2 separate regions of the Columba livia genome follow, and region 1 is linked to region 2. The links are chromatin contacts, called in public Hi-C maps. All regions are on one chromosome and are shown on one strand. Each heading gives the region's core, a stretch centred on a gene start, on an enhancer-like site or on the middle of the called end of the contact. The rest is flanking DNA. Distances are from core to core; before and after follow the strand shown. Region 1 holds the start of MARCHF8 (membrane associated ring-CH-type finger 8). Region 2 overlaps MARCHF8 (membrane associated ring-CH-type finger 8).

The links. Hi-C and Micro-C count contacts between places; a contact is called where the count stands out from the background.
Region 1: a contact with region 2 is called in a Hi-C map of crop, with 2.1 times the contacts expected there. The contact joins the promoter of MARCHF8 here to the enhancer-like site in region 2. A contact is called at or near these places in 2 of 2 Hi-C or Micro-C datasets (crop and liver).

What each region holds. Positions count from the first base shown.
Region 1 is chr6:18,089,214-18,091,913 of bColLiv1.pat.W.v2, reverse strand. MARCHF8 (membrane associated ring-CH-type finger 8) reads left to right here and starts at 1,427. Exons shown (of 11, transcript XM_065067334.1): 1 at 1,427-1,645.
Region 2 is chr6:18,005,290-18,007,989 of bColLiv1.pat.W.v2, reverse strand. It overlaps MARCHF8 (membrane associated ring-CH-type finger 8), which reads left to right. Exons shown (of 11, transcript XM_065067334.1): 7 at 1,269-1,348; 8 at 1,652-2,497. Among named protein-coding and RNA genes, the nearest start is that of ALOX5, 15 kb to the right of the region's middle. Within about 2 kb of position 1,374, at least 1 of the 3 cell types and tissues checked has an H3K27ac peak away from gene starts, as active enhancers do.

The DNA of each region.
Region 1 (2,700 bases), core at 178-2,677, 84 kb before region 2:
ATGCTGTTCCAACAGCGGGATACAATCCCGGCCTGAAAAATAATTTTAAAAACCCACAATGAAACAGAGTATGAAGGAAGAAAACAGCCTCACCTGAGATAGCCCTGTGGCCGCAAGGTAAGCCAGCAGTACAGCTTTGGATGGGAACTGATTTTCTTTACAGGCCAGCATTACGATAAACTGCCTCCTAAGAGAACACAATTATAATCACATGTGCAAGCTACCATACTCTGTCTTAAAAGGGGATACAATCTAAATATCTGTTTTTTAACTTCAGTCTTCATAGGACTAAATAGGAGCTGTAGACACATTCTCCCTGGAAGACACGCTGTGTGGTCTGTGGGCGGTGCTTCTCTACCTTCACTTCATGGGTGTGCTGGGTCCTAACTCTGAAATGTAGTGAAAGAATTTCAGCCCAGCTTCTCTGTGCTCTGAAAAACTATTATGTCATTTTTCTGTAGGGGGTGGTTGTACTCTGCATCAAAAGGGTTTACCTTACTCATTTTATGGTTTTCTCATTGTTTTCTAAGGGTAAATGTAATCTCCCTGGAGTCCTGTAAATTAATTGATGTGAAAAAGTGCAGACTTGGGAGATGAAAAACTTGGACTAGGTCTAGTGAATGAACTTGCATGTTAAGTCAGCAGCTTTGCTTGCTTTCTGTCAGTTTTTTCTCTTAATAGCATCTGCTTTTCTGTCTGTGCTGTACTGACAAAGAGTTCAGCGGGGCTGCTTGACTTCCACCTCTTTTCCACTTATTCCCCAGCGGGACAGATACCATGTCTGGACAGAGGAAATCTCTCCAGTTGCATTTGCTCATTAAACTCTCACTTTGCTTTTTTCCCCCGTATAATTCACCTCTTGTCCTGGCTCACCTCTTCCAGTATACCTCAGGACATTCCCAAGGAGATTCCTCTTTGGGAAGAAATGACTGAGGTGTGCGACTTTCACAATGGAAGAGTAAAACAGCAACAGAGAGTATGGCACCCAGATATAGCTATGGGGTAAACTTCATTAGCATCCTTTTAGTACTTTTTGTTTACATAATCTTCTGATGGTAAATCAATACATGCAGGTGAATAACTAATACAAAACACCTTATGAAGGTGGCTATAGGGCATCTTCAGGCTTACAGCATATATACACTTTTTAAAAGTTACGGGGCACCTTGTGATGTTAGTTCACCTATCTACTTCTGCTAAAGACTAAAGAACAAGCCCCTCGGACATGACATTAGCATCACCGTTTGTGGCAGCAGGAGGTAAGGGTGAGAGTAAAAGTTCACGACAACTGGAAACCGATCGCTTCGCTGTCGATTTTCACCTCGCAGCTCCCGGTAAGTCACCGTCCCGCAGGGGGAGCCGCGGCCCCGGCGCCGTGCGGCCGCCTCGCTTCCCCGTCCTGCTCCGGGCCATGGCGGCGGGGGCGGGCCGGGGCGGGGCGGCGCGGTGACAGGCAGCCCGGCCGGCCGGGGAGCCGCGGTAAACAGGAGCTGGGCGAGGGAGCCCGGGGGGCCCCGGCCCCGCAGGAGCCTCGAAGCCCCCGGCGCCACGGCCCGCCGCCTCCCGGCCCCGGGCATGGGTAGCAGCAATAGCCGCCGCAGCCGAAGGAGGAGCCGCCGGCCCGGGCCCTGTGCAGGGCACCAAGGTAGGCTTGGCCGCCGCCCTGGCCGCGGGGAGCCGCCGCCGCTTCCTCCGAGGGGGCGAGCGGGGTCCGCCGCCCCTCCGGCGTGAGGAGGCCGGCGCCGGCGTCGCCGCCGCGGGGCTGGCCCGGGGAGGGCTGCCCGCGGTGCCGCTCGGCCGGCGCGGGGTCCGCCTGCCCCGGGGGGCGCTGCCCTGCGGCCGCCGCTGGGTCGGACCCGCGGCCACCACCTCGTCCCTCCGGGTCCGGCGGCGGGACCGCCCGCCCGCAGGTGCAGCACCTCCTGGAAGTCGGTCGGTGCCGACGGCGAGCAACAGGCAGCTGTACGCGGGCGGCGTGGCCCGGCCCGCAGCTGCTCCCCGGGGGACCGGCCGCGGTGGCGTGGCGTGGCGTGGCGTGCCGGCCAGGGCAGCGCGGCGCGGCCGCGGGGGTCGCCTCCAGCAGCCCGCGGGGCGGGGGCTGCGGCGGAGCCTCCCGTCGCTGGCCGGCGCGGAGCCGCTCGGAGGGTGAGGGCTGTTCCTCTGTCGGAGCTGGGGAAGCGACACCTAATTCATTGGTAAGAGGCTTTTCCACCTCCGTCGTCTTTGTCTGCTCAGCCTTAGCTCGTCTGTGTGCGCTGGCGCCGGGAGCATTAGCATTGCTCGGGAGAAACGAGAGCGGATCAGCTGGCTGAGAAAGGCTCTGTGTCTGCACCGGGTCTGCGATTTGGAGGAGGACCTGAATTTGCGTTCAGTTAGTGATGTGGAACAAAGATATACCAGAGGTAAAACTGCATGCAAGATGTGCTGGTCGCAACGTGTTCGTAACGAGTCATGAAGTTTCACGGCAGACTGAGAAATAGTCGGAATTCCTTCATGCTTCCTGGAGATAGCTGGCAAATAGAGTAATGCTCAAGTTGTTCTGAACTGTAACACTTTAACTTTTCTTCTTTTTTAGCATGCTGGTAGTGCAAACAAAGCTTGAATTATAACATGCCAATGCGAAATCCACTTGTTTCAAACTGCAGTGTGAGAGAGCAGACAGCTCAGGCTTTGTAGTTGGCAAAGGACCTGTGTACTTCT
Region 2 (2,700 bases), core at 125-2,624:
ATCAAAACAGTGATGACTGAGCTCGCTCTGGCCTGTCAAGTATAGAGCACTGAGTGCTTTTGTGGCAACACACGTTTTGTGACCTGAGGTCTCTCCTAGTCTGGCTTTGTGCACCTGCCTGGCTCAGGTCTGGCTGGCTGTGCTGGTTTTTGTGCAGCCCCACCTGGTGTTGATACTTTTGTTGTTCTGCTGATTGTGTTGTTCCTTCCTGGGTTTCAGGCTTTGCTTTGCAGATGAAAAGAGCTGTAAACTTTGTTTGAATTTTGAAATGCAAGCAGCGTTTTGCAGCAGTGGGTGAGTGGCACAGCCTATCCAACACCTGTGGAACATGGGAGAACCAGGTTTAAAGATTCTCTACTATGAAGTTATCAGTGCAGGTCTCCTCCTTGCCAAAACCTCTAGGAGAAGTTGAGTAGTTTTTGTTAATGGCCCACAGAATATAGTGGCAGAAAATGCCTATAACAGTAGCCCATTGAGTTCCAGCTATGAGACTGATGGTTTTTACCGTATTGATTTTAGAGGCTTGTCTGTTAAGTGTTAAATATGCCAAGAGCTTAGCTTTATCTTTTTGAGTGCAGCTGAATTCTTCAGTTATTTTATTTCTCACTGTGCTCTTATTGGGTCTCACAAACGTGACTGCTGCCCCACCTCTTCTCCAAGTAGGTGGAATAGCCTGTCTGAGAATGAGCAGGATGAAAGGCTTCACAAAGTATGAAGAGTACTTCAGGAAATGGTCTGGTTTGGCAGATGGTGCTCATGTGCCTATGCTAGTATGGAAAATAAGTCTCCAAATAGTGTCTGAGTTTCTGAATTACTGGTGGTTCTGTCTTGTGGGGAAAAAAAATACACAACAGGCCTCTAATGTCTTGTAATCATTATAAGTGGAAGGATTAGCTATTATGTGGTAGCTAAATTCCAACTAGTCTATACACACACCTCCATCTAATTCTGATTACCGTAGCATTGCTCATTTCCTAAGCTATTGTTCTGTGCAATGTTTGACAGCTGGCAGGTTCCACTCCAGAGATGGCTGCATTTGACCTTGGGGTAAAATGTTTCTGTTCAACTTACTACTTTTCCAAGGATGAGACTGCATGACCTCCCTTTTTTGCATTTGACAGTAAAGCCACTTTCTTGCAACTAGCCCTTGACTGTCTGATACAGAATTATATCTGACTCCATATGCTGTGTTTAACCCTGAGGGCAGTTGCTGTGTGTACCAAACTCTTCTGACTTGTGACTTGCTGTTTGTTTTAATTTCACTGCAGGCTGGAAGTCCAACCTCTGTCTCTGCCCCTCATAGCTTCTCTCGGACTTCTGTTACCCCATCCAACCAGGACATCTGCAGGTAAAGTCTGTTGTTTGCATGGCTACAGTGAGGCCCGTGTGAGGGTTAAATTAAGCAAAACCAAAACTGAAAAAGCACATGTATGGGGAAGTAAGCAATGTGGGGTTGCCATTTGAAGCATCTCATTTGTTTGACATAACTGCTGTCTAACACTGTTCGGTTGAATCCCACTGACTGTTTGGCCCTGCTATGTTTGCTGTTCCCACACTAGCCGTAATTCTCGTTTCTTCACTTTTAATTGTGTGTTCTCTTATGTAATTGTTTTTTACTTTCTGTGCTTTTATTCCACTGTTCTGCATGCAGTTCCAGTGCAGTGTTTTCTGAGTGTTGTCATCAAAGTCCAGTGCAGTCTGCTGTTGTCTTGAAAAATCCTCACTGCCAGAGCCCTCTGACACAAGGGGTCACTGTGACAGTAATCTGTCAGGACACGTTACATGCAGCAAAGAGAAACTCCCGTGGGCAGGATCGGGGCCAGGCACTCAGGTCTGCTAAGAATGTAAAGCCCACCCGCACTCTGAAATTCTCCAAGTCCCTCAATGACGTGGACCAGAAGGCGCAGAGCACCAGTGAGTGCTTTGACTATGTGGAGCGAACACGCTCAGAAGGCAAACTGATCCCGACTCAAGAGCAGTGTTTAAGGATTAACAAATTTCATCTTAAAGAGAGGAAACCGCTAAATCTCAGGCCTCTTTCTTTTAGCAATTCTAAGCACTCCTACATCCCTTCCCTTTCCAACTACTCAAGTGCATCAGGAGGAGCGGAGAACCACAGCGCTGTGCATATCCCCTTGCTGGAGGACAAAGTGGACCATGACACCTCAAGGAGCAAAAAACTGTTGCGCTACCTTTTTTCCTTCTCCCACACCTCCAGCACCAGCAGCCTGCATAAGTTCCATGAACTGGAGAGCTATTCCAGTCACTTCCAAGCTGAGAAATCCTCCAGTGTGCTGGTGGAAAGCACGGACTTCTGCTCTGATGAAATGGGAGATGATGACGTCTTTGAGGACAGCACCTCAGTGAAATTGAAAACAAAAGAGCAGCGCGCACCGCTCTGTTCAGTTGAGAAGGACAGTGACCTTGACTGCCCTTCCCCCCTCTCAGAAAATTTCCCCCCCCTCTCCCCTGTGTCCACATCGGGGGATACATGCAGGTTGGTTTACCAGAGAACCACCTACCTTCAAGCCCTCCCATGTGTGATGGTGGCCGTTCTGCTTTCCCCCTGCCTTTGTGTTCCTTCTGTCTTTCACCCTGTCACCTTGCTTTAATACGTGTGATTTGAAGCATGCAGTCCTCTCGCTGCTGTCCTGCACCCCTCTGAGGCACTTAACAAGGCTACTAAGCAAAATCATTTCC